2 separate regions of the Mus musculus genome follow, and region 2 is linked to region 1. A link is a contact called in public promoter capture Hi-C data. All regions are on one chromosome and are shown on one strand. Each heading gives the region's core, a stretch centred on a gene start, on an enhancer-like site or on the middle of the called end of the contact. The rest is flanking DNA. Distances are from core to core; before and after follow the strand shown.

Region 1 (4,060 bases), core at 891-3,390:
ATACTATCTCTTCCACGGAGTATTCTCCCATACTTCCCCAAATGAGGCGCAAGTGTTCCTAACGTTCAGATTCATGCATTCACCTAGCCGATGGTGCTCACTCTGGTCCCATAAAATTGTGAGTTCCTGTTCCACCTTCCCTGTTGGGCGGCGGGGTCTCTGTAGGCATAGAATCCTGTGTTCTTGACCATCACAGTACATTGAGCTTGAAACTCAGTATGGTCTTCTGTGGTGATAGGGATGAAACCCAGGCCTGGTTTTACCCGTGCTTGGGTAAGTGCTCTACCATTGAGACAAGCCCCTAGCAGCTCAGAATGTAAATCGGAAATTTTATCAGAGAAAAATACAGCATTACTTGGGAATGAGCCGTTTATTCCTCTCCGTAGAATCACATAATCAACATGGATCAGTTTGATAACAGTTGCTATGATGAAACACTGTGAACGAAAACCATGGAGGGGAGGAAAGGGTTGATTTCGTCTTGTACTTCCAGGTTTCAGTCCATTGTGAGGTCAGGGACTAAAGGCAGGGGCCTGGAGGAAGGAGCTGTGAGGGAAGTCTGTCTGCTGACTTGCCATCCTGCTTGCTTATGTATAGGCTCATGTTTAGCTATCTTTCTTGTACAGCCCCGCACCACCTGCCTAGGGATTGGTGCTACTCACAGTGGGCGGTCTTCTTGCATCAAGCATGATCCTCCAAAGGCATGGACAGGCCAGTCTGAGCTAGGCAATTCCTCAGTGTGAGCTTTCCTCTCAGATGACTCTGGGCTGTATTAAGTGGACAACTGGAGCTGATTGGGACAGTTATGAAAGGATCTATCAGATAGTCTTATGCCAGTTTAAACTGTGACGATTGTTTCTATTTAAATACTGCCATTATTCTAAGCTGGTGAAAAATGAAACCCCAAGTTTATGGAGTGCAGGACGGATGAATGATGTGAGAATTTCCAAATGTAGTTTTTTGTCAGTCAGATTTTTCTCTCTCTGTAATGCAATTACTATCTGCAGGACCTAGGCCTTCTGCAGCTCCGGGAAGGCGCATCAGGAAGCAGCATGCGGTCCCCGCTCTGTTGCCTTACCATCCTGGCCTTCCATACCTACATCTCCCTCATTCTCGGTAAGAGTTGGGTCGTCGCTGTCTGCTTACTTTGAATTTTTGAGTTGGATGAAAGATGGTGAGATTTATCATAGAGATCTTTGGCAGAGACAGTTGACGGATTGTTTTCACTGAGCAGTTTAGAAGTCATTTATATGCATGTATGTTATTTATTTTGTGCCTATGAGCATTTTGTCTGCATGTGTATCAGTGTACCACGTGCATGCCTTGTGTCCACAGAGGCCAGAAGAGGCATTAGATCTCCTGGTACTGGAGTTACGGATGGTTGTGAGGTGCCATGTGGGTGCTAAGAATTAAACTTCTCTTTAAGAGCAGCCAACGCTCTCATTATTGAGCCGTGTGATGTCTCATGACATTTTAAAATCTGTTCTTAGATAAGATTTATGTATTAGGTGGCTGTATTTTTTTTTTACCACATTAGTGTTAGTATTTCCATTTTTTTTTTAATTTTGTAGAAAATTAAATTTAGAGGTAGTGTTGTCTTGAAAAGTTCAAATGTCAATGAGACGGCAGCCTCCATTCTTTTTTTTTTTTTTTTTTTTTTTGGTTTTCCGAGACAGGGTTTTTCTGTGTAGCCCTGGCTGTCCTGGAACTCACTCTGTAGACCAGGCTGGCCTCGAACTCAGAAATCCGCCTGCCTCTGCCTCCCGAGTGCTGTGATTAAAGGCGTGCGCCACCACGCCCGGCGTCCGCCTCCGTTCTTGAGACTTGTCTGAGACAGCCAACTCCATTCTTAAATTGTCTGCCCTGGAGCTCTTTGATCCACACCCTTCTCAGATGAAAACACAAAACAATCATTTCTATTCTGTCCACGGGTGTGTGCTGTGTGTGTATCAGTGAGAGCTGGGAATTGGTTGTAAATGTGCACTATTGGTTGTTTCGTGAGCACTGAGCACTGTCTGTTCAATTTCTAGGTACAGGAGAAGTGAATGTTGTGGAAGCAGAGAGTCTCCTCGCTCCGTTCCTTCAACAGTTCCCAAATGTACGCTTACTGTTCCATTGTCTGCCTCAGCCGTGACTCACAGCCGCCATGTCTGTTGAAGAGTGTTCTTTCCTCTCTCCACAGGGCTCCCTCATACTCTTCTATCATGCCCGAATCGAGCTGCTCAAAGGGAACACTGAAAAGGTAGCTGTGTCAGCAAGGGTTATTTAAGGGCAGTGTCTGAGTGGGGGTTGCGTCACACGGACACACAGTATAAGTAAATTTGGTTGTGTGCACTAGCAGAGATAAAAGGAATGTGATTCTGAGAAGCTAAGCTTTTACTTTGTGCACGTATGTTTTCACACTTAGTAACTTGCCTCAAAATATGTTTACACATATGTGAAGTAGTTCTTGGTGGAGTATATAAAATATTTTTTAAAAGAATGTGTAAAACAATACATTTTATTATGGGCATCTAAGAGGCTTCAGAGAACGTTGATCATTATCTATTCTTGCATTGATTTTGGAACCTATCTTTTACATATGATGCAACTATACTGGTTCCTCATCAAAGGAACTAGGCGATTAATTCTCTTAAAGCCAAACAGAAGTGTGTGTGTGTGTATGTCTATGATGTCCTTCCATAAAAATAAGATCAACCTTTTTTTTCTATTTATATTAAACCGCAGACCTACCTTCCAGATCATACATTTAAGTCTCCCTTTGTTCATTTTGAGGGCTGGGCTTCCTTTTTCCGAGATGGCTATTTTATACTTATTAAAGTAATCTGCTGTTGGTGACTGGCCACTAAACATTTCTGTGCACAAAAATACGGATATAGAATCCTGGGTCAGATGATGCTTGCATCTTTGGCATCCAGGCAAATTGCCTTTCTCGAGAATCTTTCGATGTAAATGTCTGTACAGAAATAGTGAACAGGCTGGAGAGATGCCACAGTGCTTACGAGCCCTTGCTGTTCTTGCAGAGGACCCAGGTGGGTTCCCAGCAGCTGTGTCATGCAGCTCACACCAGCCTCTGCTCGGCTTCCAAGGGATCTAACACCCTCTCCTGGCCTCTGTAGGCACCAGGCATGCATGTGGTACACATATACAATGCAGGCACTCACTTGCATATACACATAAAAAAAGAAGCTTTAAACATGTGATTCTATATTTATATATCTATATTTATATCTAGTGTTCTTTGTCAACTTGGGACATATCTGTCCTTTAATTTTTTGCCCATGGGATAAGTGTAAAAAAAGAATTTAAATTTTTACTTAATTCTATTATTACTATCATTATTTGTTGTGCTGGTCAAATCTAGGGCTGGGCAAGTGCTTTGCCACTAAGCTACATTCCTATGCAAACTTTCAAATTTGTGAATTTGTTACATGTTTATTAATTATTCTTTCCCCCCCCTGACTTGCCTGGTTACATCTTTACCAATTTTTCTTAGCTAACCTTTTGCTGATTATGTAGGCAATAGCCTTCTCTTTGCCTTTCCAAAGATCCTTATGCTATTATACTCTATGTTTTATGAAAGAACTTTGGCATTTCTATCTTACTTGGCAAGTGGCTTTCTTATTCCTGAGTTATAAAGTACAAGGTCCCCTCACTAAGTGAAATAAAGCAACAGAATCCAACCGTATTGTCACACGTTAAGGAAGAGAACGTAATGGTATATTGAGTGGCTTAATGAGTGGTGATTTTGTTCTTTTTGTACAAAGTGTTTTATGTATTTCCCATTGGGTTATTATCTCCTTGTCTGATATCTGGGTAATCAGCTTTACGCAATTGACTTATAGGCTCAAGAAACATTTCGAAAGTGCATTTCAGTTCAAGAAGAGTGGAAACAGTTTCACCATCTCTGTTACTGGGAATTAATGTGGATTCATATATACCAACAAAATTGGATGCAGGCGTATTACTATTCAGACCTACTTTGCAAAGAGAGTAAATGGTCCAAGGTAAGCTCCCTGCTTTTCTCACGTCCTCGGTTTGCTACATGGCCACGGTGGTT
Region 2 (4,104 bases), core at 661-3,160, 260 kb before region 1:
TCCTGTACTTCACTTGGACTGGTCAATGTCAACCAAATAGGCTATCAGGAATTACGTGTGTGAAGCATAATTCTAGTGTAGGATAGAGAGGAAGGAACACGTTCTACCTGCCTCCTTTGGTACAGCAGCAGAGTCAGGCTCACCATCTAAACAAAGAGACTTACAGCTCAAGGACAGGCTGAAATGGATACTAACAGAGAAGTGGCATGCAGGAAGGTAGTATGAAAGCAAACAATGGAGACAAAGGGAAAGGACAGAGAAGAGAAGGCAGAATTCCAAAGTAAAGTCCTAACACATCAGTGATGACTTCAATCATTTAAATACACAGACTAAAGGACAGAGGGGAGTATTGTGCATAAAAAGGCAAGACCCGAGTACAGTGAGTTTCTAGGAAACACCTCAAATATGTAAACAGGTTAGTTTAATAAGAGGATGGTCAAGATATATATATATATATATATATATATATATATATATATATATATATATACATATATATGTATGTATATACATAAATATATGTGTATATATGTGCATATATACCTATACATAAATATATGTGTATAAATATGCATATATATAATTAAAAATAAACAACTGGAAAAGTCATACCATGCAAGTGTTTATCAGAAATAAGCATGAAGGCCAGGCATGATAGCATATGACTTTAATCTCCGCACTCAGTAGGTGGAGGCAGCTGAGTAGGTGAGGATCTCTGAGCTTGAGGCCAGCCTAGTCTACAGAGGTAATTCCAGGACAGTCAGGGCTATACAGAGAAATACTACCTCTCAAAACAACAACAACAAGAGCAACAAACAAAACAAGACAAAACAAAAAGAGCAAGCAGAAAGCTGGGTTCAGTGGCCAAAGTCTATTATCCCAGCTGCTCAGAGGATCGAGGCAAATCACAGGCTTGTCTGGTATATAAGAGCAGGTTCAAGACTAGCCTGGGGAATTTCCTGAGACTGTCTCAAAGTAAAAAAGTGTAGAGGAAAGGGCTGAAAATGCAGCTCAGTGGTAGAATGCTTGACTAGTACATACAGGGCACTAGACTTACTGCCAAGCACCACACACAAACACGTACAGTAAGCCGGAGTAGCCAAGGTACTAGATAAGGCAGGTCTCAAGGGGAAAAACACCAGCCATGAAAACAAAACAACAACAAGCATACACACACACACACACACACACACACACACACACACACACGGTGGGATGGGGTTGTGGGGTACGGTAGCATATTGCAAGGCCCAGCAAATCCCAGCAGTTTCCAGACCGGTGTTATCTACACAGCCAATTCTAGAAGAGCCAGGGCTAGAGAGTGAACTGTCTCAAAAACAAAACAACTCTCCACCCCACCTCCTATGAATCTGATACTATCAACTAAAAAGCCTAATTGTTGAATATTTCATTTAATTAAACCATTCCTTTAAAAAATCCCGAATCTAAGCGTGTGGTGCTTCTTATTTGCAACGCTTTCCATAATAAGATTTTAAAATGTATTTTTTTAAAAAAATTAAAATGTAAAGGATGCTCATGCGCACAAGGCGGAGAGGAGGAGTCGCAAATCGCAGCGCCCTCTGCCTGATGCTCCCTTGCGCACCCCTCCCACCCCACCCCCACCCCCATCCTTCCCACCTCTCCCACCCCCCACCTCCGCCCAGTGCTGCTATGCTCCCTCAGTGAGGACCTCCAACCTCTTTTGTGAAGATGCAGCTGAGGAGACTCCCAGCTGCACAAGAACCCCAAGGGAGGAGCAGAGCCTGAGAACAACGATCATATTATTTTGAAGGTAGTGGGGCCGGATGGTTCTGTGGTGCAATTTAAGATCCAAGAAGCTTGAACCACTTAGTAAAGCAATGAAAGCCCATTGTGAACGACAAGGTTAGTGAACTCCGCAGCTCAGATTCCTGTTTGATGGACAGCCAATCAATGGAACAGACACGCCCACTCAGTTGAAGCGGAGGATGAAGATACAAGTGAAGTGTTCCTGCAGCGGATAGGGGCTCTTTCCTGAACCTGGAGACTGCTACTTTACTATAGAAATTCGTTGCTGATCAAGAGTCCTTCTCAGGAGTCGGGCGTGGTGGCGCACACCTTTGATCCCAGCACTCCGGAGGCAGAGCCAGGTGGATTTCTGAGTTCGAGGCCAGCTTGGTCTACAGAGTGAGTTCCAGGACAGCCAGGGCTACACAGAGAAACCCTGTCTCGAAAAAAAACCAAAAAAAAAAAAAAAAAATTGCCAATGTTATATTTTAGCTGACATCAGATAGAGATGGTATGAGGGGGGGAAGGAGTCTTGGTTCTGGGAAAACATTCTTTTGTCATAAACTGAAATCAAAGAGGTGCCTGGAGACATGGCTCAGGAGTTAGGAAGTGGTACTGCTCTTGCAGAGGATTCAAGATGGGTTCGCAGCCCCCATGTCAGGCAGCTCACAGTGTCATATAACTCTAGCTCCAAGCTCTGGCCTTAGCAGACACCTACCTTCATATGAACACAGACACACATGCATAAAAACAAACAGTTAAAAGTAAGATAAGGAACGGCCAGTTGAGTGTAAGCACAGCTCCATGGAAAAGCAATAGGATATATTATTGAATTTGAATTGTCTATACTTTTTTTGTTGCTTTGTTTGGTTTGTTTGAGGCAGGGCGTTTGTGTGTAGCCCTGGCTGTCCTAGAACACGTGCGGTAGACCAGGCTGGCCTCAAATCCAGAGATCTGCCCGGCCTTTGCCTCCAGAGTGTTAAGACTAAAAGCTTACGCCACCACCCACCCACTATGAACTGTCTATACAGTTCAGGATCCTTCTGTCTCAATCTCCTCCGTGCTGGGATTGGGGATGGAGGCCACACCATATCTGGCTCCGGATATTCATTATTAAAGTTTGTGGAACTGGGAATGTAGCTGGGTTGGTAGAGTTTATACAGAGAAGGCAAATGAAGGCCCGGGTTCCATTTCTACCACAGCATGAAAAGGGCTGTGTTGTTTTATTTATGTTTTCCCGGCACTTGGAAAGTAGAGGCAAGAAGAAAGATGTTTAAGGTCATCCCTGGTGACATAGGAAGTGTGAACCAGTCACCCTTGTCACAAAAAAACGAGAAGTTTGTAAAACCTAGGCTTACAGTATTAATTGGACTTTTAGACTTTTACTTGTGATTTTTTATTTTATTTTATTTTATTTTTTGAGACAGGGTTTCTCTGTACAGCCCTGGCTGTCCTGGAACTCACTTTGTAGACCAGGCTGGCCTCGAACTTAGAAATCCACCTGCCTCTGCCTCCTGAGTGCTGGGATTAAAGTCGTGTGTCACCACGCCCGACTACTTGTGATTTTTATCTCTTTATCAGCACGTATGGCCTACCAGAACAGCAGACTATGGTCCAGTACTGTCTCTTCCACCTCTCAAATTATATAAAAGTAGAAGAGGCCCTCACAAGAGCAGAGTAGACACAATACTGACAAGAAATCTAGCTATTAGAGTGTTTCCTCATTCCTTTTAAGCAAATTATTCTTCTCAGTGATTCTATTTTCTGTGTTATGGGCACTTTGCACATGCATGCCTGGGACCTGCAGAGGTTGGAAGATGGCATTGGAGCCCTTGGACCTGGAGCTACAGACAGCTGTGGGCTGCCATGTGGGAACTGGGAACTGGACTTGGGCTGCCTCCAGCCCCTCACCGTCCTCTTTATTCACTGCTTTGGATGCTCAGTTAGCAAACTTTGACTCTAACAAATATCTGGGAAGTTCCCAAGATTACTGTTTCCAAGTATGTCCGTTCAAATCCAGGATAAAAATGTGATTCTGTCAAATGGAATGTATTCTAAAATCATAATAAATTTCAAACTTTTATAACATTTTCTAGCTAACCTTTAGATTACTCTTATCTTGCAACATGTTAAAACATGTCTAATATGTGATAAAAAAATTTAAATATATACTAACTGCTAGGCTGAAACACACACACATTTTCCCCTTTAATTAAACATATGGACAAGATGAAATTTACGTTTTTAGAATTTTTGTTTAAAGTTTATGTATCTATGTGTCTGCCACATGTATGCAGGTGCCTGTGAGGCCAGAAAGCATCAGATTCTCTGGGGCTG

What was found. Promoter capture Hi-C pulls out the DNA fragments that hold promoters and counts their contacts.
Region 2: a promoter capture Hi-C map of embryonic stem cells shows a contact between it and region 1, with 3 times the contacts expected there. The contact joins two enhancer-like sites. A contact is called at or near these places in 6 of 39 promoter capture datasets (the C10 cell line, cranial neural crest, embryonic stem cells and 3 more), 5 of 115 datasets of contacts at active chromatin or transcription factors (all in embryonic stem cells) and 1 of 9 other capture datasets (adipose tissue).

Annotation. Positions count from the first base shown.
Region 1 is chr4:83,242,086-83,246,145 of GRCm38.p6, reverse strand. Ttc39b (tetratricopeptide repeat domain 39B) reads left to right here. Exons shown (of 20, transcript NM_027238.2): 11 at 1,008-1,116; 12 at 2,031-2,098; 13 at 2,183-2,242; 14 at 3,846-4,007. Among named protein-coding and RNA genes, the nearest start is that of Gm42307, 40 kb to the left of the region's middle. Within about 2 kb of position 2,140, at least 8 of the 459 cell types and tissues checked have an H3K27ac peak or open chromatin away from gene starts, as enhancers often do. A contact at or near this core is called in embryonic stem cells, where this site is marked.
Region 2 is chr4:83,498,402-83,502,505 of GRCm38.p6, reverse strand. No RefSeq gene overlaps it. Among named protein-coding and RNA genes, the nearest start is that of Gm42308, 11 kb to the left of the region's middle. Within about 2 kb of position 1,910, at least 69 of the 459 cell types and tissues checked have an H3K27ac peak or open chromatin away from gene starts, as enhancers often do. A contact at or near this core is called in embryonic stem cells, where this site is marked.